Linked DNA regions of Mus musculus: all the other regions are linked to region 1. The links are chromatin contacts, called in public HiChIP or PLAC-seq maps. All regions are on one chromosome and are shown on one strand. Each heading gives the region's core, a stretch centred on a gene start, on an enhancer-like site or on the middle of the called end of the contact. The rest is flanking DNA. Distances are from core to core; before and after follow the strand shown. Region 1 holds the start of Sipa1l3 (signal-induced proliferation-associated 1 like 3). Region 2 overlaps Spint2 (serine protease inhibitor, Kunitz type 2). Region 3 holds the start of Ppp1r14a (protein phosphatase 1, regulatory inhibitor subunit 14A). Region 4 overlaps Sipa1l3 (signal-induced proliferation-associated 1 like 3).

Evidence for each region. HiChIP or PLAC-seq counts read pairs in DNA pulled down with a chosen protein or histone mark.
Region 2: a contact with region 1 is called in an HNF4G HiChIP or PLAC-seq map of pancreatic cancer cells. The contact joins the enhancer-like site here to the promoter of Sipa1l3 in region 1. A contact is called at or near these places in 7 of 39 promoter capture datasets (the HPC-7 cell line, cranial neural crest, embryonic stem cells and 3 more), 4 of 484 Hi-C or Micro-C datasets (the N1E-115 cell line, embryonic stem cells and pro-B cells), 4 of 115 datasets of contacts at active chromatin or transcription factors (embryonic forebrain, embryonic stem cells, extraembryonic endoderm stem cells and 1 more) and 1 of 9 other capture datasets (adipose tissue).
Region 3: a contact with region 1 is called in a FOXA1 HiChIP or PLAC-seq map of pancreatic cancer cells. The contact joins the promoter of Ppp1r14a here to the promoter of Sipa1l3 in region 1. A contact is called at or near these places in 7 of 39 promoter capture datasets (cranial neural crest, embryonic stem cells, hematopoietic stem and progenitor cells and 3 more), 3 of 484 Hi-C or Micro-C datasets (the C10 cell line, embryonic stem cells and extraembryonic ectoderm), 21 of 115 datasets of contacts at active chromatin or transcription factors (craniofacial prominence, embryonic basal ganglia, embryonic forebrain and 13 more) and 3 of 9 other capture datasets (adipose tissue, embryonic stem cells and pancreatic islet).
Region 4: an H3K27ac HiChIP or PLAC-seq map of embryonic stem cells shows a contact between it and region 1, with 16 read pairs. The contact joins the enhancer-like site here to the promoter of Sipa1l3 in region 1. A contact is called at or near these places in 7 of 39 promoter capture datasets (the 3T3-L1 cell line, embryonic stem cells, hippocampal neurons and 2 more), 3 of 484 Hi-C or Micro-C datasets (the G1E-ER4 cell line and muscle stem cells), 18 of 115 datasets of contacts at active chromatin or transcription factors (acute myeloid leukemia, double positive thymocytes, embryonic basal ganglia and 8 more) and 3 of 9 other capture datasets (adipose tissue, liver and pancreatic islet).

What each region holds. Positions count from the first base shown.
Region 1 is chr7:29,502,867-29,509,852 of GRCm38.p6, forward strand. It overlaps Sipa1l3 (signal-induced proliferation-associated 1 like 3), which reads right to left and starts at 2,594. Exons shown (of 23, transcript NM_001081028.1): 1 at 2,428-2,594; 2 at 985-1,049.
Region 2 is chr7:29,250,849-29,257,834 of GRCm38.p6, forward strand. Spint2 (serine protease inhibitor, Kunitz type 2) reads right to left here. Exons shown (of 7, transcript NM_011464.2): 7 at 5,482-5,989. The coding sequence ends at 5,823. Among named protein-coding and RNA genes, the nearest start is that of 2200002D01Rik, 5.9 kb to the left of the region's middle. Within about 2 kb of position 3,238, at least 39 of the 459 cell types and tissues checked have an H3K27ac peak or open chromatin away from gene starts, as enhancers often do. A contact at or near this core is called in the HPC-7 cell line, adipose tissue, liver and 1 more, where this site is marked.
Region 3 is chr7:29,285,324-29,292,309 of GRCm38.p6, forward strand. Ppp1r14a (protein phosphatase 1, regulatory inhibitor subunit 14A) reads left to right here and starts at 3,997. Exons shown (of 4, transcript NM_026731.3): 1 at 3,997-4,212; 2 at 6,187-6,267; 3 at 6,728-6,760. The coding sequence starts at 4,012. Gm45977 (a long non-coding RNA gene) reads right to left here and starts at 2,976. Exons shown (of 4, transcript XR_003946629.1): 1 at 2,873-2,976.
Region 4 is chr7:29,339,495-29,346,480 of GRCm38.p6, forward strand. The region is part of intron 16 of Sipa1l3 (signal-induced proliferation-associated 1 like 3); the gene reads right to left. Among named protein-coding and RNA genes, the nearest start is that of Dpf1, 35 kb to the left of the region's middle. Within about 2 kb of position 3,062, at least 65 of the 459 cell types and tissues checked have an H3K27ac peak or open chromatin away from gene starts, as enhancers often do. A contact at or near this core is called in the G1E-ER4 cell line, embryonic forebrain, embryonic stem cells and 4 more, where this site is marked.

The DNA.
Region 1 (6,986 bases), core at 1,344-3,843:
TGGTTGTGAGCCACAATGTAGGTGCTGGGAACTAAACCAAAGTCCTCTGCAAGAGCAGCAAGTGCTCTTAAGCAACTGAGCATCTCTCAGCCCCCTTTCCTTTATTTTCCTTTTTCCTCCCTCTCTCCCTTCCTCCTTCCCTCCCTCCCTCCCTCTCTTCCTTTCAATATGGTTTTTTGAGACAGGCTTTCTCTGTGTAACCCTGGCTGTCCTGGATCTCACTCCATAGACCAAGCTGGCCTCTAACTCAGGGATCTGCCTGCCTCTGCCTCCTGGGACTAAAAACATGTGCCACCACTACCTGACCATCTTCTTTTTCTTTTAAAAAAGAGCGAATCAGAGGAATATTGATTCAGAAATATTTCCATATGGTACTGCTGTGTGAAAGCAAAACTCATGAAAATAAAGACCGTACTATCCCTAATGGAGCAACACTGTTCCCTGGAGCACTATAGAACCATGGAGAAAAGACCCATGATAAGATATGGGAAGACGCTGACAAGGGAGGGTGCTGCTTACAGGTCAGGTAAGGAGGAAAGGGGAGAAAGAAGAGCCTAGAAAGTGGGGGTGGGGGCAGACTGAAAATACTCAAGAACGTAACATAATGTCATCTCCTGAACACTTACCCTCCCACTGTCTTCTCTCCAGGAGTCTTCTGGCACACTAGATATCACCTGGCCTCTCTTTAACGTCTCGCTTACACAGACACTATCAATTAGCACCATCTTCCAGAAAAGGCAACTAAAGCCCAGAATTCAGGCAGTGAGGGACTCACACATTACAAGACATGGCTTTTCCTCAACTTCCCTCAAAGTGATACTCCTTGGAGCTCAGGGAACAGTGACCTGTTGCCATGGCAGCCTTCCACACTGCAACAGGCTCTGGAGGGTGAAGGGCACATGACTGTCACATGGCAACAGTGGGCCCGTGAGGTGCCTCAGAGCTTGGGGCTGCTGGAGAAGCCTGAGAGGGAGGACCACTGACCTGGCTCCCTGGAGCGCCTCGGGGAAGCCTGCCTGGGATATTTTTACAGCACCAGTCGCTGCTACCTGGAGCCAGAAACAGAGAGCGTGTCAGTTACAACACAGTCTGATTCCTTCAACTCACTGGTTAATTAAAACCTGCTCAGCGCACAGCAAGAGTTATTGCCTACTAAAGCAGAGGAGAGGATAAACCAAGGCTGGTCAGGTCACTCTTATCTCCCCTGCCTTCCTGCCACAGAAACCTGGAGCTATGTCACCTTTCCAATACATAGCAGGCACGCACAAATCCTCTCTTACTGAGATTACCCCACTATTCTCTAATTCGCTGGTACCACACTTTCTCTGTCATGCCATGTGCCCAAAATGCCCAAATGAGCCACTGTCAGCTTCCAGGCTGTGACGCCTGAAGGGATTGGGGGCCAGGAAGCCAGCAGCTTGAGGCTGACAGACCCCAAGAATGGCTGCATGACCACAGAGAGACCAGAGAGAGAGGTGACAGGTCACACCAACCACTGCCATGGCTTCCTGGAAACGCTGGTGGCACTCTAGTCAGTCCCAAGTGAGAACAGCTAGCCGTCCATCCACCAATGGGCCATCTAGTAGCATAAATTCATTCATGTCATAACTGAAGCTGCACCCCACCCCACCCCCGCTACAGGCTAGGCACTGTTCTAGAAGGACCAAGGCCTGGCCTGCGCTCCCAGGAAGCCAACAGTTGAGATGCAGGTGGAAGAAAAATCCAGCGAAGGAGGTGGCTCCAGGGTGACTGAGAGGAAGGCACCCTGGGTTGGGAACATCTGAGCAGAGACTTGAGGAGGGGGTGGCTTTGGAAGGCTAGTCCTGAGAACGGCTACGTGAGTGTGGGAAGGCAGGTGGACATGCCACCCCAACTACATCCACAGGCAGAGGACACAGCCAGGGAGAGGCCAGAGCAGGGAGCAAGGGGCCTGAGCTGCAGTCCACAGGCGCAGGGTCAGAGGAGCTGGGGCACTTGGCATGACAACTCAGTGGGTACTACCACTACTTCCTGTTTCCCCCAAAAGAGGAAACTGAGGCCCAGGAGGGTACAGGATTTACCAAGACCACACAGCATACATACTGGGCTGGGGCACCACAGCCCCTGGTAACAAAGTCTGCAGACAGCAGGGGCTCAGCTACAGTCATCTATTCTTTCCCTGGGAGTCCGTGGCCTCCATCTTCTCATTTGCTCAACACTGGGCCAACCTTTCTTCAGGTTAGGAACAGATAGGTAAACACTTCACAAGAGAAGAGGGGGTGAGAGAGAGAGAGAGGGAGAGAGAGGAAGGGAGGGAGGGAGGGAGGGAGCGAGGGAGGGGGAGAGAGAGAGAGAGAGAGAGAGAAGCTAGCTTTCCCTCAAAGAAGAATCAGATTATTAACTTTCTCTGGAAGGTGCTACCGAAGTGAGGAGACATCGCTCACCTACCAGGAGTCCCGGAACACAGCCGTGATCACACTCCAGGAAGGTGGCTACTAGGTTGGCCCCAGGTGTGGCTCCTGTCCCAGGTTTTCCCTAGGCAAGAGCCACCTGCCCCAGCTCCCTAGGCCGACCTGGGGTGGTGCCTCCTCCTGCGCTGTGGGTGTCTGGAATGCGGAAATAGGAACCAGCAGTGCCAGCTTCTAACGACTTATTCAGTGGCCTTCAGGCCACGCCAGCTTACCGGAGTTCCCCTGAGATGGCTGCTCTCTGCACACAGGCACATCCCCAAAGAGCCAGTTCTGCCAATATTCCCTTTGGGGAAGGGAAATAACAGGATTCCTTACTCATCAGACACGTGGTCTTGGGTCTGAATGAGTTTGGGAGAAAGCTCGGAGGTAACAAAGCCTGCCTGTTACAGGCCACCTGCTCGGTGCTGAGCCAGGGCTGGATCAGCGCCACAGCATCCCTGCCCTAAGCCCCGCAGCTTCATTCACAACCTTCCTACCCACAGGTGGGCCCCTCACCTCTGCAGACAGTGCCGGCTGCAGAGGCTGGAGGCTTAATGATTAAACCTTGTGGCAGACTCTTCCACCCAGCCTTGGAAGCACAGCTCTGGGAGGGTGCTGCTCTAAACACTACAGTCTCTCCAGGGCCTTTAAGTCGGAACTACGGTCACGCCTATTTTACAGATAGTGTTGAACAGAAGTCACAGGACGGAGGTCACATAGCAAGTGGGGGTTCAACCCAAGCAGTATATCTCAAGAGTCCAGCTTTTGACTGTTATGCGAATATGCCCTTGTGAAGAGTCTAGTGTCCACCCTGGGAGAGAAAGCCAGTGAGGTCATGGCTCTGGCCCATCAAACACTCAGTAACAGATGGAGCTCAATAGCTTATGACTATGATCTTCGAATTGGAAAAGTCAGACAGGATTTCAAGGTCATTCAAAGCTGCATAGTGAGTTCAGGGACCAACCTGAGCTACAGGAGGCTGTCACAAAACAAAAAAACAAACAGAAAAACAAAAACAACAACAACAACAACAACAAAACCCAAAGAACAACCAAAACAGTTCCATGACTCTCAGCTGTGTTATCACAGGCTGCTCACACCTGGGCCTTCAAAATGGAAAACACCTGGCTCACAGTTACAGCCTAAACTCCAGACTTAACCTCCAGACGTCTGATGGCAAAGTACAGACTCCCAGGTGTGATGCACCTGCCTGTACGCCCTGCATTTGGGAGACTGAGGCAAGAGGAACTGCTGCAATAAGGCCAGACTGGCTATCAGCATCAAACCCTGGCTCAGAAGAGCCAAATGAAGCCGGGCAGTGGTGGCACACACCTTTAATCCCAGCACTTGGGAGGCAGAGGCAGGAGGATTTCTGAGTTCGAGGCCAGCCTGGTCTACAGAGTGAGTTCCAGGATAGCCAGGACTGCACAGAGAAACCCTGTCTCGAAAAAACAAGCAAACAAACAAACACACACATACAAAAAAAAAAAAAAAAAAAAACCCCGAAGAGCCAAATTAAAACTCTTACTATCATCTTTATCAAACTGCGGTAAACCAGAACCAAGATGCTCTTGCCTGCAGGGAGCTCTCAGTCACCTGAGAACAATCTGGCAAAACAAAAGAAAACAACCAAAGGAAATTGCAACAAGCAGATTCCCGTGCCCTCAAGGGGCACTGGCTGTGAGTCGGGCATGTCGCATGATTTCACAAGCTTCAATCCCCCCACAACCTACCTGCTCTACCTTGCAGACAGGGAAATGGAGGTCATTGGGCTAACCCAAGACCAATACAGGGCCCAGTAGGACCCAGGACTTGCACACAGGTTAAGTCACATTTCTCAGGCCCTCCGCAGTCTCCCAGGGCAACCACTGTCCACAGGTGGTCAGAGGAAAAATTCTGCCCGTAAGAGGAATGTCGCTTTCATAGATGGTTGGGGACTGGGCCAGAACCACCGGAGTTCACAATTTTGAGCTAGCAACCTACACCTGACTTACATCCTCCCCTTCTGTCCACCCCACAGCCCTCCATGGTCCTCAGAGTCAAGCCTCTGTGAGAAGGATCTTGCTCAGGAGTGGGAGGGAGCAGGGGGAACCCCAGGTGGTGCCAAGCAGGGTGAGCTCTCAAAAAGCATGCACACAGGGCTGGTGAGATGGCTCAGTGGCTAAGAACACTGACTGCTCTTCCAAAGGTCCTGAGTTCAAATCCCAGCAACCACATGGTGGCTCACAACCACCCGTAATGAGATCTGACGCCCTCTTCTGGTGTCTGAAGACAGCTACAGTGTACTTATGTATAACAGTAAATAAACATCTAAAAAAATAAATAAATAAAGGATGCACAGACCTCCAGTGTTGTGCCCAACTTGGGAGTCCCTGCACTTTCAGACAAAATGTTTGGTAGCTGACACAATGAAGGGGTGCTAGGGTACAGGGACTATGATTATGCACACAGCTAAGCAGCTGAGTAATTACAAATCTTAGAAGTGCCACAGGAACAGCACAATGCAGGATATTGTGGTTCTGCTGCTCCGCACCTCTACAGGCGACCCGCACACACTCTTGTGTGCTCCTGAGCGGTGCTGTGAGTTTACTCCCATGGCCTCTGGCCTGGCCTCTGAGCGGCACAGACAGGGTTATTTGTGTTAGGTTATTTGTCCCAGTGCTACTACAAAAGACCTAAGAGGAACCAGGAGGCAGGGCATAAAAGCAAGGTTCTTCTCTCTTAAAGGGACACATAGGTGTCCCTTAACTACTGCTGGATAGGGTGTGCCAACTGGAGCTACACAGGGAGCTAGGGATCATGAGAGGTGCACAGCCGATAGCAGAGTGACACAAAGGACTGGGACTGGGTCCTTTTTGAAGAGCTACTGTCAACCCTTGCAGAGACCTGTGGGATTCTTTGTTATCTAAATCTCCTTTCCAGACTTCCTACAAGTTTCAACATGTGTTTTCTGGGCACGAACCCTGGTAGCTCCTGGGGGACTGTTGAAAATCCAAATGTTCACTCACACTGGACCTGGAGCACAGAGCTTTCTGGGATTTTGCAGGCCTGAGAGCTGTGCAAGGGCACGCAGAGGGCTGAAAAGTTACTGAACATCATTCCCAGGCCCTCTGACACCCCCCACCCCCCGTGAGTTATTTAAATTCTACAAAGGGAATAAGTAGATTAGCTGAAGGGGTCACTGGGAGGCTTGGCTTAGGTTAGTTATTGCAGGTAAAGTATCTCACTCATACCATGTCTGGCACACATTAGACACCAAAACTTGTCTTTGCTACTGCTGCCATTACCGTCATCATTACTGTCAGCAGCCAAAGGCACACCGACCGAGGCAACTTCTGGCCCAGGTCTTCCAAGGCGGGGCCCCGCCTCTTTTACATTTATCTTCCACCCAGGAGTCAGTCCTTTTGGGGATCCTTGAGGACTTCTGACTATCTTTTTGGTCAGTATAAGGGTGTGGCAAATGGGAGGGGCCAAAGGGCTTTCTTCCTAGGCCTCGTCCCAAGCCACTTCCTCTCCACTGCTGCCCCAGCACATACCACCATGGGACTCCAAACTCAGGAACCAAGATGAAAAGAAGGCTGAAGACTGACTTACAGGGACCCGTCCAGTAGGAAAAGGACTTTTGTTAGACTGCACCAGAGCCAAGCTTTGGAGCCATAGCTGGGCAAGGGCCCTTACTCTGAGCTGTTACAGGCACTGTAGCACCAGTCAGTGAAGGCAAAGAATGAGACATAGGAGGTCTGGTCTCTGGCCACTAACCCTTAGAGTGAGAAGGGGTGACCAAAGGCCTCTGGCTCAAGAAAGGAAGCTGTTAGAGCTAATTTTGTAAAGCTCACTGTTAAACCAGTCTTAATCCACAGACAAGACCCACTGTCAGGTTATGGCCCAACCCAATACACGTCAGGGAAGTTCAATACAATGTGAGGGACTGGAGGCTAGCGGGCACCTGGGCCCACAGTGTCTCTCATGGAGGGACCTGGATGTCTAATGTGTTCTGGCCCTCACAGCTGTGGCTACTACTCAGATATCAAGACTATTTTCCAATCAAAGCTGCAATGTGCTCAGTGTCACTGAGCGCTTAGATTTCTTTTGTTATTTTAAAGAGAAGAGCAAGCTCTTAGCACTTCCACCTCTGTCTCTTCCACCTCCTAAATCAGTCTGCTACACTTAAGTCCCAGGAGCTCCTCCACCTTACTCCCCTCAGGACCTTTGCCCCACCACACACGCCCACCTCCTCCATGGCTGTCCTCTGGCTATGAGGCCTAAAACGTCAACACCTTCCGACCTAATACTTCATATTCCTTCCCGCTCAATTCCCTCACCATAGTGCTTGCTATGCCATCCGACGCACTGCACAGCTTCTTTACCTTCTTTTTAGCAGTATTTCCCACACATGTGGAAGTCCAAGAGAACCACTTGCAATTGTTCTCTCTTCTTCCCCGAGGTGGGTTCTAGGGATCAAAATCAGGCTTTTATCCCCTGAGGCGTGTTATTGGCCCTCTTGTTCTACTGGGGTTTGTGTGTGTGTGTGTGTTTCTTTGAGGTAGGTTTCATGTA
Region 2 (6,986 bases), core at 1,988-4,487, 250 kb before region 1:
GACTGGGCTGGGCAGTGGTGGCGCACGCCTTTAATCCCAGCATTTGGGAGGCAGAGGCAGGCAGATTTCTGAGTTCGAGCCAGCCTGGTCTACAGAGTGAGTTCCAGGACAGCCAGGGCTACACAGAGAAACCCTGTCTCAAAAAACAAACAAACAAACAAAAAAACCAAAAAGCCCCCTCCCCCCAAAAAAGAGAGAAAAGTTAGTGGGCTGGGCATGATGACATAGGCTCTGGAGGCAAATGCAGGAAGAGTTTAAGGCCAGTCTAGTGTATAGAGAGAGTTCTAGGACAGCCAGGGTTACCTAGAGAAACACACTATTAAAAAAAAAAAAGTAAATTAAGGTAGTGTGGTAGGTTCCAGGACTACACAGAGAAACCCTATCTCAAAAAACAAAACAAAAACAAACAAAAAAAGCTAGTGTGGTAGGTACAAGGGTTCACAGGTGCGGGCAGGGATGCCACCCAATGATCTTTGATCTTCAGGGAAGGGAAGTAGATAAGAGGGGTGAGGCAGAGGTAAGGAAGGAGTGGGGCACCTTTGGTCTACAGCATTGGGGTGAGGGTGGGGGCAGGGCGGTGTGAACAGTGCTGACTGTTGGGCCCACAGCTCCTTACAGAACAGGAGGAAAGCCTGTCCAGGCAGAATATAAATTCCGGGAGGGTGGGACAAGTGACTCAGAGTGGTGTGTCCTGTGAATTGGTTTACCTCTGTCCAGGGAGTGTTCTGCTAGCAGACCATAGGGATCAAGGACAGGTACACCTCAAATTACCCCTCACTAAGCAGTCAGGCCCTGTTTGTCTCTGTGTGAAGATTAACACTTGCCTGCCCAGCATACGGGCACAAACCTATAATCCAAGCACTGGAAAAAGGAAGGAAGATTACTAGTCAGAGGACAGCTTGAGCTCCGGAGTAAGACCCTGTCTCGAAACACCAAGCTGGGGGGCTGCAGAGATGGCTCACTGGCTAGGAGCATATGTTTTTACAGAAGACCCAGGTTCAGCTCAGCATTCACAGGGTATCCTTTTCTGACCTGTGTGGGCACCAGGCATGCACATGTGCACATACACACATGTAAGCAGAACGCGCCACTCTCACACGAACCTAAAAGAAAAAATGAGTTGAGGGGCTGGGGAGATGGCTCCGTGGTTAGGAGCATGTGCTCTGTGGAAGACCCTGAGCCAGTACCCGGTGGCTCACAACTGCATGGAACTGGAAATCTGACATCCTCTCCTGACCTCCACATGCCCTAGCACATCCATGGCATACACTCACACATAAACACTAATCGATGTTTAAGAAAATCCATGTTTGAGAAAACAAACTCGCCCGTGCATGCCTTTGATGCCAGCACTCAGAAGACAAGGCAAGTGGTTATCTGTGAGTTTGATTGAGGCCGGCCAGCTATGCATAAGAAGACTTTTGTCTCAAAACAAAATAAATAACCAAAGCAAGTCATACAAGTGACTGCTGGCTGAGGCAGCACACGTCTGTAATCTGTGTCCTGAGGAGATGGGAGGCAGAGACAGAGTACCAGGTTCTCAGGAACCAGCCAGTCCAGCACGCACGGAGTAAACAAGACTTGGTCTGGACTGGAGAGATGGCCCAGCACTTAAGAGCACTAACACTTCCAGTTCTCGGTCACTCACAACCACCTCTACAACTCCGGTTCCTAGAAATGAGATGCTCGTGGGCTTTGCTAGCACTTGTGGACTCACACAGATACATGTAACTAACACATCTTTAAATGGTAGAAATTAAGGACCAATGTCTGGAGTGGTCTTCTGACCTCCATGTGCTCCAGTATGCACACACATGCACAAAGCCCATGTACATACTAAGTGGTGGGTCTTACGGCTCAGTGGTAGAGCACTTTGCCAGAATCCAGTGAGGGGCTGGGGTATGGCTCAGTGATAGAGTGCTTGCCTAGCAAATACAAGATCCTGGGTTCTATCTCAGTCCCACAAAATAATGTATTAAAAGACAAGAATTCGCCGGGCGGTGGTGGCAAACGGCTTTAATCCCAGCACTTGTGAGGCAGAGACAGGCGGATTTCTGAGTTCGAGGCCAGCCTGGTCTACAAAGTGAGTTCCAAGACAGCCAGGGCTACACAGAGAAACCCTGTCTCAAAAAACAAAACAAATATTCTTGCCTCATAAAGTAAATGGCTTTGCAGACTCCGCTTGTCCTGAACAGGCAGCGTTCAGAATGTCAACTGTCTCTTTAGCCCTCCCCTCCACACTGGGGTATTGGTGTTGAGTCTCTGCCCTGGCCTCTCTAGGGTGTGGCTAGTAGGCCGTGGGGTAGGAGGGGCTTCTGTACCCTGGAGATCGTGCACTGCAGTGCTGTTTCAGAGTGGGAGAATGGGAGGGGAGGACAAGGCCTCGTCTCTCCTAACTTCACCTCCATCACATTGTACACAGGATGCCCCACTTCTATCTTTCCCCTCACCTGGCAGGCACTGCACCTGCCCTTCTGGACGTCTCAAGCTTACGGAGGCTGTGTCCTTTTCTCATGTATAGGCCCCAGCTGGTGAGAGGCCACCTATCTCCACTAGCTCTTCTCATTCTCCCCAACTGCTGTAGGCACCCCACTGATCTCCGTTTTTTTGCCTTCTGTTTCATTAACTTCTGCCCCAAATGCCTTGGTGCCAGGGTGTTAAATAGTGCCACTCTGCCCCTCAAGCAAAGCATGCAGTATTGCTGGTGTCCTCACTCCTGGGTCCCTCCATCCCTTTTCTCACCTCAAGAAAAGGCATCCTCAGGGGCTAGCTGTAATCCTGCATTTTATTTAGTTTTGTTTTGAGACAGGGTCTCTTTGTAGACCAGGCTGGTATCCAACTCACAGAGATTCACCTGCCTTTGCCTCAACACTGGGTTTAAAGGCCTGTGCCACCTCCGCCAGCAAAGCATAGGATTTTGTTACTTCAGCAATTACAGTGGGTAGGGAGGCCAAGATGCTGAGGGGCCCAGGTGGGAGAGCAAATACCTTTCCTGGAGTGCTATATGCCTGAGGTCCCTCCTACATGCTTGAGGTCACGTCTGTCTGGAAAAGGGATTATGGTGAGCCTTCGTTTAGTTTTTCCTGGAGTCCCCAAGAACAGAGGCCCAGCTCCTATAAACAACACTATCCCTATTCAACCGCATCCCAGCAGCTGGATGAGCTGGAAGCACGCAGGGACTTTTCTCTTATCAGGCTGAAGCACTGTGCTAGCCTGTGACTACTGGGCTGAGCTCAGCTTCCACCCAGTCCAGAGTTCACTTCCTTCTGCTTCTCAGCTAACATCCTGGCTGTTAACCTCTAGACTCCTGGGTCAGAAACTGGCTTCCTAGCTTCTCACGCACAGCAAGACATTAGCATCTGTGGTTTTCTTTGTTCACAGGACTCCAGATACATACATACATACATACATACACACACACACACACACACACACACACACACACACATACACACACACGCCTGGGCAGTAGGCTATGGCAAAGGAAGAACACAATTAGGTGAGGATGTAGCTCAATGGCCTGCCAATTGCTTGGTATCAACAAAGGGATATTATAAAGCTTGGAGAGCCCTCAGCTTTATACCAGCAACGACTGTTCCTCCTCCCTACACACGTGAGCAGCAATGCAGTCCTGAGGAGTGACCTTCATAGTGCTCAGGATCACCCCTTCTTAACCCTTGAAACCCTGGGGCCTGGGGAAGTGGCAAGGACAATATGGGTGAGTTCCCATTCCAGGGACCAGTTTCACAGCCTCCTCCTCCAGAGCCAGTGGCTCCTCACAGTCCCATCTGTGAAGAGTTCCATGCAAGTACAACCATTTTGCAAAGTTCCCAAGAGCAAGACCTACAGGACCAGAGGCCCATGTGAGTGGACTCAGCTCAGTCCAGTGTCCAGCCCTCAGCCATGTGTGTGTCCACTGAGTACCTCCACTGAACACTTTGATCAGTCTGAGCAATAGAAGCCAGTCAGTCAAATCCCTTCAAGTTGGTTCATCCCCAGGCAAAACTGTACAACCCAGGAGTCTCAGGCTGGGGAAAGATTAGCACATCTTATAGACTGGGTGGATCTAAGAGTCTGTCACCCATTGGACCCACACTGATGGGCCAGGCTGACTTGTGACCTCTAATGTACTCTCAATCACTGTAAGGGGCAACTGGCTTCATACTGTAAATACAGATATTCTGTGGTACTGGACAAAAAGCAGGGTTCAGTGTTGACAGTGATCTTTTAAAAATGTTATGTGTATGAGTGTTCCGACTGCATGTACATCAACACTTGTGTGCCTGGTGTCCCAGAGACCAGAGAGGGTATTAAACACCCTACAACTGGAGTAACAAACAGATGATTGTGAGCCACCATATGTTGTTGCGCATTGAAATTGGGCCCTTTCCAAGAGCTGTCTGTCTGTCTGAGACAGGGTCTTATAGCCCAGACTGGCCTTGAGATTTTGACCCTGCTTCTGAGGGCTGGGATTACAGGCATGTGCTACCGTGCTCCCTCGCTGAGATACCTGTCTTTCATGAGTCTCTCAACAACTCCATCACTAACGGACTCTCGAGGTCAGAGGGCAGGTGGCAGTGATAGATGGGAGTCTTTCCCAACTCCAGAATCTAAGAGCACCTGTATTCCAGGGAAGCAAGAACTGTGGTTGTGCCCAGGAGAGTGCTCAATGAGTGTTCAGGAGTGTGGCCAGGAATTTCAATGAGTGAAAAAGTGGGCTTGGAGAGACAGCTCAGTGATGAAGGGCACTGGCCGTGGGCTAGAGAGGACCTGGGCTTGTTTTCCAGACCCTACATAGTGGCTCACAACCATCTGTATCTTTTAGATCCCAAGAATCCTATACCTTCTTCTTTTGGCCTCCTTAAGTAACAGGCATATGGCACACAAAGATACCTGCAAACAAAACAGTTATATGCATAAAATAAAAAATAAATCTTAAAAAATTTTGAGGGTTGGCTAAAGTGTGGTAGTGCACATCTTTAATCCCAGTACTTGGGAGGCAGAGGCAGGTGGATCACTGTGAATTTGAGGCCAGCCTGGTCTACAGAGGGAGTTTCAGGACAGCAAGGGCACAGAGAAACTTTGTCTCCAAAACAAAACAAAACGAAACAAACACAATTGTGGCTGCTTGGGCTGCGGTTCTGTTGGTAAAGTGCCTGCCCAGCAGAGCAGCAGCCCTAGGTTCCAGCCTCAATTGGGAATAGTCCAGGTATTGGGTCATACACCTGTAAGGTCAGCACTTAGGAGCTGGCAGCGAGCCCAAGTCATCTCAGCTTCGAAGGCAAGTCAGGTTACCCTGGGACCCCTGTAGGGTATGAAAAAAAAAGCAAAAAACAAACCATACTTTGTGTTTAAACAAACAAACAAACAAATGGAAAGCAAAGACATAACTCCAGAATGACTGAGCAAGTCCTGAGATAACCCTTGGCACCTGTAACTAGTAGTCACAAGAAAACCAAAAACAAAAACAAAAAACCAAACTACATAGTAAGTTTTATTTTAAAAGGCCCACTTTATTAAACACATTCTTTCAGAATCCTGATTTTTTAAAAAACCTTTATCTACTTAAAAAAAAAAAAAACCCACATAAATCAAACAAACAGTGACCGCTACAAGAATGGGGCTCCTTCCTAGTGATGTTAGAGGAGACAGGCGATGGGGAAGGGCAGGGGAGCTGTGGGAGGACAGGGTCAAGAGGAGGCCCTAAGCAGCCCAACAGCACTGGGAAACAAAGACCAAACCCCTAATGATCTCAGACGCAAGCAGTTGCTCTCTTTTTAAACAGCACAAGTTGTCACTCCCGGTTCTGAGCACTGGGGCCTCTACAAGACACAGGTGTTCTTCACCAGCTGCTCCTTGTCATCCGCAGTGCTCCAAACAGTGCGCAGCGCACGCTCCTGCTTTCTGCGAACCACACGGATGAGGCAGACCATAGAGGTTCCCAGGAGGAGGATCAGAACCATGAGGAACAGCCCCACCAGGATCACCGCTGAGGGTAAGAGGGAGCAGGTGAGACATGAAAAACACAGAAATGGGGCCAGCAGGGTGACCCAGAGTGCACAGTAGGCCAAGTGGACTCAGAACAAGGACCAGATGCCTTCTTCAACCTGGGAATCTGGACAGACTGTCTGCCGGGGTAGCCAGTGCAATGCCCCACACACAGAGTGGCTTTTGAACTTTATTTTAAAAATTCTATGTGTATGAGTGTTTTGCCTGCCTGCATGTCTGTGTAACACATAGTGCCTGAAGAGGCCAAAAGAGGGTATTGGATTCACTTAACTAGAGTTAAAAATGGTTGTGAGTCACCATGTAGGTGCTAGGGATGGAATCTGGGCAGTACGTGCCCCTGCCTGCTGAGCTATCTCACCAGCCATATTCTGTTTTTTTGAGATGTGATCTGTAGTGGCCCATGCAGCTGACTCTGACCTTGAAATCCTGAATGGCAAAAGAAAGAGATGAGTCCCGTGTCAGCCTGAGCAGTGCAGTCTGCTAGGTGAGGGTGTACCCTGCAGAGCCAGGAGGGACCCTAGGGTTTCTAGCTGTGGGTGAGCAACAGAAGCTGCCCCACTCATCAGTTAAAATGCCTTCCTACCAGGTGATGCCCCATTTCAGGCATGTGACTCCCTGTGACAACCACCCGGCTCCCTCCCCATGGGCTTATAGGGCATAACTAGCCTTCTGGGGCAATCCCTTGCCCAGCTCCACCCACAGCCAGTCCTCCAGACCTGGGCACCTTTCCAGCCCAGCCTTGAGAACCAGCTTCTACTTCTAGAACAAGACAGACTTGTAGGCCAGGTCTAGGATCCTTCACAGGGAGAAAAGATCAAGAGGCCAAACCAGTGTGGCAGGTCCATAGGGTAGCACTCATCTTCTGAGGAGGCTCAGAAATAAAAGTGTGAGGACACAGGGCCCTCACCATGCAAATGCTACTGTCTTCCTCTTGACACCCCTGTCCATCTTTCACACTCCACAGGAGTTAAATTCCC
Region 3 (6,986 bases), core at 2,747-5,246, 220 kb before region 1:
CCCCAGCACCTATGTAAAACGCTGGGCAGCATAGCAGATGGCTGTAATCCCAGGGCTAGGGAAGCAGAGGCTGAGGGAGCCTAGGGTTTGCTGGCAAGGAAGCCCAGCCAAATTGACAGTTCCCGGGTTCAAACATAAAATGGAGAGGCTGGAGAAACGGCTCAGCGGTTAGGAGCACTGACTGTACTTCCAGAGGTCCTGAGTTCCAACTCCCAGCAACCACATGGTGGCTCACAACCATCGGTAATGGGCTCTGATGCCCTCTTCTGGGGTGTCTGAAGAGAGTAATAGTGTTAAATACATAGATAAATAAATAAGATGGAGAGCTCTGGCCTCTCAGGGTAAGCCTGCACGTTCAAACGCAGCTGAAATGAAACAAACTGGGATTTCCTTGTTAGAATTATAGAGAACTTGCCTAACAGCTCTTTATTCTGGCTGCTTTGGTTTAAAAGAGCAACTCATCATCATCTCAGTGAAAACCTGCCGATTTGGAAAGGTCAGCTGTCATCTTTGGAAAAGCACGGGTTTGTAGAGACATAATATGAATAACAAGGGCTGTTCTAGGGCTGAACACAGGCCTCCCAGGGCTGTGTTGTGTGTGAGAGAGGCAAGCACCCTCATAGATGTGTGTATATTCTCTCTCTCTCTCTCTCTCTCTCTCTCTCTCTCTCTCTCTCTCTCTCTGTGTGTGTGTGTGTGTGTGTGTGTGTGTCTTTTTAACTTTAATTTTGTCAGGTATACTGGCACACACCTTTAGTCCCAGCAGATCTCTGAGAGCCCTGATTTACCTCTTTCTGCCTTATTCCTTCTAGAATAGACCTCTCAGTAAACCTGGATCTAGGTTGGCAGTCTCCTGTGTCTCCCACCCAGATCTGAACTGCTCTATAGAGCCAGTCTCAGTCAGGCTCAATAACTTTTGCACACCCTGTCTTAAGATAATAATAATGATAATGATGACGACGATGATAATAGCAGGAGGAGGTAGGGAGAAGGGTGGAGGTGTGGCTCTGAGGTGGAGCTGAATAAAGCATCCCCTTGGATGGAAGGATCCTTTACACTGATTTGTTTGGAATTGTGCAGTGTGTCCGAAGAATGACTTTTTAGAGAGGAGGTAGGTTCAGATAGGATCTTTCTATGTAGCCAACAATGGCTCCTTGCGCTTATGTATTTGTGTGCCCAGTCATGTACTTGTAGGTAGAGGCCAGAAATCAATATCTGCTGTTTGCTTCAATCCACTTCCACTTTATATTTTGAGACAGGGTCTGTCACTAAACTTCCAGTTTGCTGATTCTGGTAGACCAGTTGGCTGGAGAACCCTAGGGGTCTCCTTGTCCCTAATTTTCTAGAACTATCACTATAGACAGGCACCTCCATACTCAGCTCTTTTTTTTTAAATGTGTATAAGCATTTGCCTGAATGTATGTATATATATATGCATAACATCTGGGTGCCTGGTGCCCTTATAGGTCAGAAGAGGACATTCGATCCCCTGAAATGGGCATTACAGTTGGTTGTAAGCAACCATGTGAGCTCTGGAAGTAGGACCCGGGTTCTCCGCACGAGCAGCCAGTGTTCTCTTTTTTTTCTTTTTCTTTCTTTCTTTCTTTCTTTCTTTCTTTCTTTCTTTCTTTCTTTCTTTTTTTGTTTTTTCGAGACAGGGTTTCTCTGTGTAGCCCTGGCTGTGCTGGAACTCACTCTGTAGACCAGGCTGGCCTCAAACTCAGAAACCTGCCTGCCTCTGCCTCCCAAGTGCTGGGATTAAAGGCGTGTGCCACCACACCCTGCTGCAGCCAGTGTTCTTAACCTCTGAGCCACCTCTCCTGCCTGTGCCAGGCTAACACTTGGGCTAGGAATCCTAACTCAGCTCCTCATGCCTGCAGGCCAAGCCCTGTCTGACTGCACCCGTTCTCCAGTCCAGTGTGTCCCCCTTTTGCCTGCGCCCAAGGCGCATAACTCCTACTGGCCTTTAGTACAGTGCTGGTTGAGAAGCAGACAAAAAAAGCAAATGGTTAAATCATACACACACACATACTCACGCGCGGGCGTGCACACACGCCTTGGTAAAGTGCTGTTGTGTGGCGCTGAGCTCAGGCACAGACTGCCTGCTCACCACCTGTGCGGCTTGAGCTCACCCAGACCCTCAGCAATAAGGAAGTGTGGTTCTTGCTGCTTCTGGCCTGAGTAAGACAACTTGCAAAGCCAGGATCTTCCCTTGACACCCTTGGTCACATTACCATCCACTTCTCCTTGTCATGTAATAAACTGGAGACAGCGCACCTACTGCCACTGCCGCAGCGTGAGCACTAGGGGGACTTGGTTCTGCGCTGCCTAGTACAGTGCCTGACATAGCACATGCTTGTGCATGCCCGAGTGCTGGGTGTATTCTTCAGGAGCCCTTGGAGGCCAGAAGAGGGCATCAGATTCCCTGAAACAGGAGTTACAAGTGGATGTGAGCCATCGTGTGTGTTTGTGTGTGTGTGTACATGTGTGTACATGTGTGTATGTGCTGGGAACTGAATCCGGTTCCTCTACAAGAGCAGCTGATGCTCTTAACTGCTGAGCCATCTCTCCAGGTACCCCTGCCTCCCATATTTGAGGTAATTCTCAGCATGTAGTCCAAGTTTACCTCGAATTTTCATCAGTCTACCTCGGCCTCTCTTGTACTGTCTTTACCACCCTTCCTCAATAGCTGAGATTCATGTGCGGGGTCCTTAGGCTTAGCACCAAGCCTCTTTACCAAGGGAGCCATCTCGCTCACCCAGGCTGTTGTCTGTCTGTCTATCTATCTATCTATCATTATCTATCTATCTGGGCAGGGTCCACAGCTCAGCTTGTCCTGGACTCTGAAGCTCACTCTGTAGCCTACCCTCACCTTGAATTCCTGAATCTCCCGCCTCCGCCTCCTAAGCACCCAAGTCACATGCTGTTGACACACTCAGTAAACAATGTGTACTGGGAGTGTTGGTATTCTGTCTGGACTCCACCCCCACAGTTACCTGGCAGCAGCCAGGTATGCTCCTCCCCATAGTTACCTGGCAACAGCCAGGTAGACCTGGCCCATTATAAAAGGGGCTGCTTGGCCCCTCCTCCCTTTCTTTCTCTCCTACTCTTGCCTCTCTTCCCTCTTGCCTCCTTGTTCCCCCTCTCTCCCCATTCCTTTACCCCCTCTCTCCACGTGGCCATGGCCGGCCTCTACTTCTCTACTCTCTCCTTCTCTCTGCCTTTCTCTGCCTCTTAACTCTCTTCCCCATGCCCTGAATAAACTCTATTCCATGGTATACCGTCAGTGTGGCTGGTCTCTCAGGGGGAAGGGATGCCTTGGCATGGGCCCGCCGAGACATCCCCTTCCTCACACCCCCCAGAACATGTTCTTGTACAGCTTTATCTCTTTTTATGATCGCAACAGGAACAAGTGAATAAATGGAAATAAGTGGATGGAAAAGTGCGTGAATGAGCGGGGTAAACTAAAAGATGATTCAAGCACTGGCTTAACACTCCTGGGGTCCGTTTCCGATCACCTTCTGGGAGCAGGGGTGAGAAAGAAAAAGTTGAGTGTGGTGGCTCAGGTCTGGAATCGCATCACTTAGAAGGTGGAGACAGGAGGTTTAGGAGTTTAAGGCCAGACTAATAGGTCCCTCTTAAAAAGAGAAACTTCAGTGGGATCCCCCTCCCGTACAGCTAGGCCTGGCGCCCTTGCAACACCCTTCGCTGCCGCCAGAGGGAGCACAGGACGGACCCTAGAGCGTGTCCTGGGACCCCGCCCGGAGATGCCTGCCCTGGGGCACTCTAAGATGGGCACCCCGCCCCCACCCATCTGAACCCCCGCAGGACCCCGGGCTTGAAGGCTGCACATTAGCCAGCTTGCCTCTGCAGGAAGGGAAACTGAGGCCCGGCGATCGGGGAGGGGCGGGTCCCAGAGCACGAGCCCCCGCCCCCGGTGGCCCCGCCCCGGCCATTAAGATCCCGGAGCGCGAGGCAGGGCGCAAAGTAGGGGCAGCGGGTGACGGTACGATGGCTGCGCAGCGGCTGGGCAAGCGCGTGCTGAGCAAGCTGCAGTCCCCGTCGCGGGCCCGCGGCCCGGGGGGCAGCCCCAGCGGGCTGCAGAAGCGGCACGCGCGAGTCACGGTCAAGTACGACCGACGGGAGCTGCAGCGACGGCTGGACGTGGAGAAGTGGATCGACGGATGCTTGGAGGAGCTGTACCGCGGCAGGGTGAGACTCAGAGGGGCCGGGGCTGAGGGACGGAGGTAGCCTAAGACCCTGCAACCCTGCGACCTCGGTGACCCTAGTACTTGCTCGCTGGTGCACCGACTGCGGCCTTTGCTAGGATTCATGGCCCGAGGCGCTGGTCTCGGTGCTTAGAGGCATCCAGCTCGCGGACACTCAGACATGCACCCAGGATCCCCAGACATGTGTGCGTCCAATCAACCCAGACAACTGGGAAGGGCTGGGGATGAGATGGGGGGTGGCGGGCAGAGCCAACATATTGAGAGAACGGATAGGGACAGGGGATGTCCTTAAGCCAAACATAGACATGGGTGACAAGGGAGATAGGACAGCAGAGACTCTCAGCAGAGGAAACAACAATTTTCACAGATGACGGAAGTCACAGCCACTCAGACATAGCACCAAAGTGAGCCACACACAAACTCACAGGAACACAAGTGGATTAAGTTAAGGGACAACATGGCCTGCCATGGAATACTGACATGCACGCACAACACAACCCCCCTGGGCGCCAAGTGAAGAGATACAGCTGGGCACAGATACACATCAGTTCCAGCTGGGGTGCTCCAAGCTCCAATAGCTATCCAGGGACACAGAGTGACTCAAGTTACATGGGCCATTATCTGCTGCCAAAAAAGAAAAGTATGGCTGTCTACAAACAGAGTGGCAGATGTTAAAGTTCTGTGTGCATGTGCACGCGCGCACGCACGCATGCACACACACACACACACACACACACACGTCTGTGGAAATTACACACGGAACTGGTAAAAGTGTCCCAGGAACACAGAACACTAGAAACCAAGGTAGGCAGGGCCGCTAACGCTTGTGACCTCAGCACTTGAGAGGTGAAGGCTGGAGGGTTAGGGGTTCAAGGACGACCTTGGATAAGGAGACCCTGTCTGAAAAGTCTAAAACAAACCTGGCATGGTGCACCTCACACCTTTTAGACTCAGCATTGAGGAGGCAGAGGCAGAGAGATCTCTGTGAGTTCGAGGCCAGCCAGTTCTACAGAGTGGGTTCCAAGTCATCCAGGGATACACAGAAAGACCCTATCTTAAAAAAAAGAAAAAGAAAAAAAAAGATAAATAAAGATAGTCCCTACAGCTTGCCATGTCTGACCTGGGACAGCCACACTAGAGAGGCAGCCACACTGGCTACACTCTCTCAAGGCAAGTAGGCCCCTCAGTCTCGGGCCCAGCACACTTAGATGCCAGAGATCCCTTCTCCCACACAGGACAGCACCCTCATTGCCCAGCTGGGCAGCAGAGCTGGCAAAGTAGAAGCTTAGGTCCAGTGGTCTCTGGCCCAGGACAGCTGGATCTTGTCCACAACATGTTCAGATATCCTTTGTATCACCACCACGAGGCCTTAGCCTCCCCTCAGAGATGATTCCTGTTAGCCGGCCATGGTGGGCCTAGGTGGTCACTTCTCTGACTGAGCAGCCTGTGATGTGGCCCAGGGAGGTCTGGCTGGCCATAAGCCCCAAAACCCTTCTTGTCCCCAGGGGAAGGGGCCCGCCCCAGCAGTCTCCCCTCCCCCACACCACTGCTAAGACTTTCCCTTGAAAGGGCAGAAGCCAATCCCTCCCCAAATCCTAGAATCTGACATTCCCAGACTCGACTGGGCCTGCTTTGCTGAGTAGGGACTGCAGCCAAGGAGAGAGCCCTGTGCCAGCCCCAAGGCCCCCGGGGCTGAACCAAGGGTGCAGGCATCGATTGATCGGGCTGGTACCAAGGCCTGGGCCTCCTTCCACCCATCTGTCACCCCCCTCACCCCCACACCCCACCCAGATGTCTGACTCGGTGGTGCTGTCCCTGCCTGCCACATCATCTATCGCTGCAGGCCCGGCCAGCTGGGCCTGGGGTTGGTGAAGTGCCTCCAGAGCCCTTGACAAAAGGCTGTGGAGTGGGTACAGGGAGACATGGACTCTGACCAGTCCACTCTCCCTGGCCGTAGGAGTCAGACATGCCGGACGAGGTCAACATCGATGAGCTATTGGAATTGGACAGTGAAGAGGAAAGATGCCGGAAAATCCAGGTAGGTGGAGAGAAAGGAGAGAGTCGTCCCTCCCCCAGTCCAACAAATCACAGAGCCCTAAACAGGACAAGCCAAGTTGACATGTTTATTAAACACTTGCTAAGCCAGACACTAAATCCTCCACAAAACGCTATAAAACATTTACCACCGAAAGGAAAATGAGACTCAGCAGGGCTGAAGTGTTTGCTCAGGGTCACACAGCTTGTCCAAAGCTAGGAGCCCAACCCAGGCTGCCCCTGTCCTGTCCTTCCCCGCTGACCTGACCACAGAGGCTTGGCCTTCTAGCCTTCTGGAGCTGGTCACTCTGAGCTCCTGCTTGAAGCCACTTGGGCGGATCAAGAAGTCTTGTTCCCTTGGGAAAGGGAAGGGCCTCTGAGGGAATAGGTGTCATCTATTTACTGGTTTTTGTTTGTTTGTTTGTCTTGGCTTTTGTTTTGTTTTGCTCTCCCCCATCCCCCAGGGACTTCTGGAGGCTTGTGCAAATCCCACAGAGGTGAGTTTCTGTCTTTCCCAGAGGGAGTGGACCCCTCACCTCACTGGGGGAGGGGGAGGGGAAGGCTGGCCATAGCCAGGATGGATGGGGACAGTCCTGCTCTTTGTCATCCTTGTCTCCTCCTCCTCCTCCTCCTCCTCCTCCCCCTCCCCCTCCTCCTCCTCCTCCTCCTCCCCCCTCTCTTTCCCATCTGTCACTGGGATCCACAGGCTGCTGCCTCAGAGCC
Region 4 (6,986 bases), core at 1,812-4,311, 160 kb before region 1:
TCTCCTTGTGACTTGTTTTGGAGGAGGTCTGACGCCACCTCCCAGGCTGGCCTGAAATGCACAGCATTCTTCTTGCCTCAACTTCCCGAGAGATAATAACAGGGGTTATAGGTATGTGCCACCATTTTTAACTGCAAATTAACTTATTTTTTTTTCTTTTTTTTAAAGATAGGAGCTAAGAGAAGTTATGCGTGCTTCTGGCTCCTCCAGTGGACCTGAATTTGATTCCCCACAATTGCCTGTAACTCCAGCTCCCAAGAGCTCGCATGGCTCTGGCCTCCATGAGAACCTGTAGTCACATGTAATACTGACATGCAGATATACATACTTAAAGATAAAAACACATCCTTAGCATCTTTTTCTTAAAGTTTAGGATTCTAATGGCTCACTCTCGTTAGGTATAGTGTCTCAGGCCTGTCATCCTGGCACTTGACTGGCAGGGCCAAAAGGACAAATGGGTTCTAGATCATCTCTGGCTAAATCCCTGAGGTTTTGGCCAGCCTGAACTACATCAGAACCTGTATCAAAACAACCCCCCCCCCAAAAAAAATCCCAAAAAAAAAAACCAGTGTAAACTGCATAAAGGATGAGCATTTTGTCAAACTCAATTTCAGATGCCCACATTGGATTACACGTGACATGCTTTCAGCGCGGTTCCGGTAACCACTTTAGAAGATGCCCCCAAGCAGTGTGCAGGGGGTACTAGCTCTGCAGGTGGCTGTGATGGGAACGTCAGGATGCAGGAGAGTGAAATTAGACCCCACACAGAGAGTTCCAGGTAGAAAGGCGAGGGAGGCAACCTGATACCCCAGCTGCAGAGGTGATCTCGGAAGACCTTCCCTTCAATGTGGCATGTGTGGATGTGAGGCCCGTGGATGAAGGCTTGGACTTTGTCCTAGATGAGCAAGGACGCCCGTGTCTCATGTGTGCACTGGCCTTGTCCCTTCCCATTAGTGAGTCTGTGTTCTGAGAAATGACCCACTGATGGCGATTTCAAGCTGCAAGTGTATGAGGGTGGCCTGTCCAGAGGCTATGACCCTGCTCCAGCTAAGACAGGGCGGGGGCATGGGGAGGTGCACTCTGCACTGGTACCCTGTTTTAGCCATGGCCCTTCTTCGTGAGGCTGTGACATGTTACTGCTCCGTCCAGGTTCCGAGGGGCTGGCAGGCGGTCCTGGGCGACAGCTACAAGGATGACCGCAAAGATCCGGGACACGGTCAGGCCTGGTTTTAAACGTTTGCCACACGGCACCCCATAAAGCCCCCGGCACTTTCTGCTGCAGGAGCTGCCGATGCTGTATTTCAGGTGGGGGCACTAGGGCTGGGAGAGCCTAGATAGCTCCCTTATGGTGATGCATGGGATCGAGCAGCCTCAAGCTTTCTTCCGTACTCAACAAGATCGCCGGCAGGAGAAAGGCACAATAGACAGAGACTAAGCACAGCAGCGGCGGCTTCACTATGTCCACATGACCTTCGTTGGACCACAGCTATGTTACTGTTATCACCAAAGTTTTAGAGACAGGAACTCATGTATCCCAGGCTGGCCTCCAGCTTGCTGTGTAGCTGAAGATGACCTTGACCTCCTAACCCTCTTGCCTCTCCCTCCTGAGTGCTAGGATTAACAAGTATGGAACACTGTCCAGCCGGGCCACCCATTATTGTCCCATCTAATGGAAGGGAAGTTGGGCCTCAGAGACCAAGGGCCTGAAGGAGTTCAGTGTAAGGCAGTCAGGCAGTAATGCCATGCCCACATAGCTGGGGCGGGGCTGGGGGGCAGGCTGCAGGCCACCTGGCTCGCTCCCATCTTGCCCCCATCCTCCTCTGTGCCTGCTGTGACCCGAGCGTCTGGAATGATGGGCTTCACCTGGATCTTACGACCATCACTGCTTGTCACCTCCACCAAGTGCCACCCGTCAGCATCGCCACCACTGTCTCTTCCAGGGTTACCTGCCTTCCGTGTTCTCCCCACAGCCACAAGGACCCTGTGGAAATGTGCGACACTCCAGAACTCCTTGTGGTGTTGGCTCATGCAGACAGGCAGAGACCCCCATAGGTCCCACTCCATCTGCCACCTCCTGTGTCCTCAGTTTCTCCACTTGCCTGTCTTTTCTAGCAGTTACACAAGGCTATCCCTCAAATACCCGGGAATGTTTCTACCGCAGGGCCTTTGAACTGCCCCTCTGCCCACAGACCTCAGGCACTCCCTCAACCCCTAGCATTCTAGGAAAATAGTCTGGGTTTTTTCCCCCTTGCTGACAGATCTATCATGTGTGGTTCCAGTCTTCCGACACAGGCAGGGTGGGCCCCAGCAGACCCCCAGATTACCTTTGAGGGCTGTGCCCGAGATGGATCCCCAGACAGACTCGGAGACTGCTAGCGCAGCCCGGGAAGCAGAGCCACGTGCTTCCTCCCTGCTGGGAACGCCCAGCTGCGTCAGCTCCACGTGGAACAGAGTCTCAGATCCCCTTAGCTGACTGACAAATTGCTCTGGAAACTGAAAGATTTTGGCATGTGTACTGCTTAGGGGCCAGGTAGTTATGTGCCTGGGCTTGCTGGGCCTTTCAGGTGCCCACGACGGGTGCCAGCACCTGGCAGGGAGCTTGGCTGCTGGGCTCCCATGACGAATGTCTGGGGTGGGTGGGGTGGGCTAATATCTGTGAAGTAGCTGCAGTCACGGACCTGCACAAGCAGATACAGGCTCTGTGGGCTTTGAAGAAAAGAGCTGGGGCCAGGCAAGAGGATGGGGCCTTTCTGGGCATGGCCAGCTCATCTCTTCCTGGCAGTTTTCAAATTCTGCTCTCTGTCCTGCCTTCCCTAAACAGCCTGCTTCTTTCAGAGAAGACTACAGTGCCCCACCTTTCCTCTAAAATTAAAGACCGATCTCATTGTCTAGCCCAGGCCGGCCTCCCGCTCACATTCTTCTTGTCTCTGAGTGCTGTGATTACAGGCTGCCCCCAGAGTGATATTTTAGAAAAATGTTTGCCAGATTAGGGGCTCAGGCACCTTCGCTGGCTCTCACACCCTCCAGGACCAGATGCTAGCTCTAACCACAGCAGTGAGCCTGCTAGAGCAGCCCTCTTGCCACCCTGCTACTCACACCTCCTGCCACGCTTCCCTTGGGGATCCACCTCAGTCTCCCGGCCACCAGACATTCCCAGAGTACTGCGAGCAGGCCGGCGAGGTACAATAGTCTTAGCTGTCTGGCTGCCAATCAAGACACTGCCTGCCTATTTCCCTCCTGAGCCTTGATTGCCATCTGTGTCTCACTTGGTTGTTGTCTGTCTGTCCATCTGTTTCCTCTCTGCAGCAGAATGTCAGCCCCATGAAGGAGGACTGGACTCTGTTCCCTGGAGCACGGGGGTATCTAGAACAGCACTGCCGAGGAAAGCTGAGCTGGTCTGGTCTGGTCTGGTCTGGTCTGGTCTGGTCTGAGATCCCCTCCAGCCAGAGTGGCCAGTGCTCCTCACTTACAGCAACTAGCAAGAGCTCACCTCACCCCCTGGACATTTGCTCCAGGCCTGTGCCATCTCTGAGTGACTTAGCCTCACCCTTCCTGGGACTCCACCTCCTGTTTTACCCCATAGACCATTTTTTTCTTTTTTCTTTTTTTGGTTTTTTCGAGACAGGGTTTCTCTGTGTAGCCCTGGCTGTCCTGGAACTCACTCTGTAGACCAGGCTGGCCTCAAACTCAGAAATCCGCCTGCCTCTGCCTCCCAAGTGCTGGGATTAAAGGCGTGAGCCACCGCCGCCCAGCTGTGACCTGAGTTTGATTCCTGTAACCCACGTAAAGGTGTAAGAAAGCCTGACTTCATCACGCCACCCGCTGACGTTTTCACGCGTGGTACGCCATGTACGCTGACACACAATTGGAAGCTGCACACATCCTCCCATCTCCTCCCGCTGAGACCTTCCCTGGCTTTCTTTAGCCCTTGGGATCAAATTCACACTCAGTAATGGAGTGCCTGAGTGACCTCGCTGGCCCCTCGGGCCTGTGCTCAGTGACATGAAGCTCAACCCTCTTACCCGGGTCCCACCCTTTGTACCCTCATCTCCTACTTGTGAGAAACCTCTCTACAACCCCATCTTTCTCTTCTGCCCTTCAGATTTGAGGCAAGTCTCCTTCTGTAGCCTCAGCGGGCCCAGAAGTGACAATTCTGGATCAGCCTCCGAAGCGCTGGGGTTAGTAGCACCTGTGCCACCAGGTCTGGATTGTTTAGTTTGTTTTTAGGTCAACGTCCACAGCCAGAGCTGTGGGGCTTAGACTGTGCATGGCCCTGGCTTTGATTCCCAGCAACACCCCCTATACCCACCCTCACACACACAAAATACAACGTAATACACGTAATGAAACTGCAGACTGAAGACATTGGCCAGCCTCCTCTGAGGATGCCTGCTGCTGCGGCTCATCCATGACTTTGCTACCATCTGCCTGTTGTCTTCCTGGGGCCAGCCAACACTGGGCCTGGCACACATGCACCTGCTCATGAATAAATGGCAAGTGCTGGGCAGGTGCAGACAGGGCACAGGGTTCTCGTGAACAGGACTGTGCAGACAAGAGCCTCACCCGTGTCTGGGTGCTGGGTTCAAGTACCACGCTGTCTGACATTCTCAAGGACCATACCCACGACAGTAGCTGCTGAGGGCTTCAGTGCAGTGGGACAACACCACCAACTTGCTGCACTGACTGGAACACCACCTTCACTCACACATGCGTGTGGTTGCAGTGTGTAGGTCTGTGGTGTGTGTGTGTGGTGTGTATGTCTGTGGTGTGTGTGTGGTGTCTTATGTGTGTGTGTATATGTGGTATGTCTGTGGTATGTGTGGTGTGTATGTGTGTGGTGTATATGTATGTGGTGTGTGTGTGTGTGTGTATGTATGTGGTGTGTAGGTCTGTGGTGTGTGTCGTGTATGTGTGTTTGTGGTGTGTATGTATGTAGTGTGTGGGCGGTGTGTCTACGTGTGTGTTGTGTGTCATGTGTGTGTGTCTATGTGTGTGTTGTGTGTGCATGTCTGTGGTATGTGTGGTGTGTGTGTGTGGTGTGTAGGTCTGTGGTGTGTGGTGTGTGTATGTGTGTGTGGTTGTGGTATGTATGTCTGTGGTGTGTGTGTTTATGGTGTATATGTATGTAGTGTGTGGGTGGTGTGTCTACGTGTGTGTTGTGTGGTGTGTGTATGTGTATGTCTGTGGTATGTGTGGTGTGTGTGTGTGTGTGGTGTATATGTATGTGGTGTCTGTGTGTGTGTATGTATGTGGTGTGTAGGTCTGTGGTGTGTGTATGTGTGTGTGGTTGTGGTATGTATGTCTGTGGTGTGTGTGTGTTTATGGTGTATATGTATGTAGTGTGTGAGTGGTGTATCTACGTGTGTATTGTGTGGGTCGTGTGTGTCGTGTGTGTGTGCGTGTGTGAGACTCATGTCCTTGCCACAGACCCTCCTGCCTCAGCTCTTCCCTGTGCTGGGATGAGATGATGGGGATGGATCACTACAACTGGCTGAATGTTTCTTTTTTTCTTTTTTTAAGAGATTTTATTTATTTATTTTATGTACGAATATTTATTATTATAAATAAGTACACTGTAGCTGTCTTCAGATGCACCAGAAGAGGACATCAGATTTCATTATGGGTGGCTGTGATCCACCATGTGGTTGCTGGGATTTGAACTCAGGACCTTCAGAAGAGCAGTTAGTGCTCTTACCCGCTGAGCCATCTCGCCAGCGAGATGTTTCTTAAAATCATCTCATTTCTAACACTGTGTGGTGGCAACTAGGTATACTTCTAGCATCTCAGAGGCAGAGGCAGGAGGATTACCACAAGTTTGAGTCCAGCCTGATCTCCTGAGTTACAGGCCAGTCAGGGCTACAGAGTAAGGTCCAATCTCAAAAACAGGTCCTCCTCTTCCTCCTCCCCCAACACCACTGCCCACCACACACACAGAAGAGGAGAAAGCAAGAAGCCCTTCCATCTCATCTTCCATAGGGTCCAGGGCAGTGTCTGTGAGATCAGGGGTGGGCGAGAAGCGCTGCCGCCTCCTAAGGAAATCCACATCCATTTAAGAGGCAGCGTCTCCCTCCTCTCAGCACCCAGATCACCTCAGGCACCCCATTTTGGGAAATGCTGTTCCACACTAAAACCCCGTTGCCTAGGAGAAAACTTCAGGAAGCAGCTTTAATGAGTAGATAAGTATGACTTGCAATTAGCATCAATTGTCTATATGCAAATTAAAGCTAGCAACCACCAGGGCCACTTGTATAGTGGGGCTCTCCCCCCCACTCCCTCCACTTCTGGGTTTGGCAAATACTTCTCTCAGCTATGGGGTAATTTGTTCCCACCCCCCTGCCTCACGCACTATCCACGCCTGGCATCACTACTGCCTTTATATCATGGATTTCAAAACCCTACAAAATTTTTCTTTCCAGTGCTAGGGGTTGAATCCAGATCAGCCTGACAGTGAGGCCTCCAGTTACACCTCCTGCCCACGGTTAACTTGTTGCTGTGTTTGTTCTGAAACAGGGTCTCACTAAGTTGACCAGGATGGCTTTGAACTTGTGATCATCCTGCCTCAGTCTCTCAATTAGCTGAGATGATAGGCCTGTGCTACCAGATCCAGCTCCCACCAATGTCCAAGGACAGGGCCCACACCAGGCTGGAAATGCCCTGCTATGCTCTCTTGCCTCCACATCCTGGCACCGCTCAGTGGCACAGTTGAGTGATAACTGGAGACTGTCTGTCACCTGTGGGGGTGGGGCAGTGTTACCTGGGGCAGCACAGATTTCTAAGAAATGTATGTTGAACGAACGAATGAATGAATGAATGAATGAATGAGGTAGTCAGTGAGGTCAGAAGGTGAGAACTACTTGTCTAGGAAGATAGCCTAAGATAGCACCCTCATGCTGCCTTTTTCTTTGTCTCCATGGCAACACTCCTGGGCTCCCAGAGTCAGGAGCTCCTCAGAGGAGGGAATCGAGGACTCAGGCACTCCCAATCTG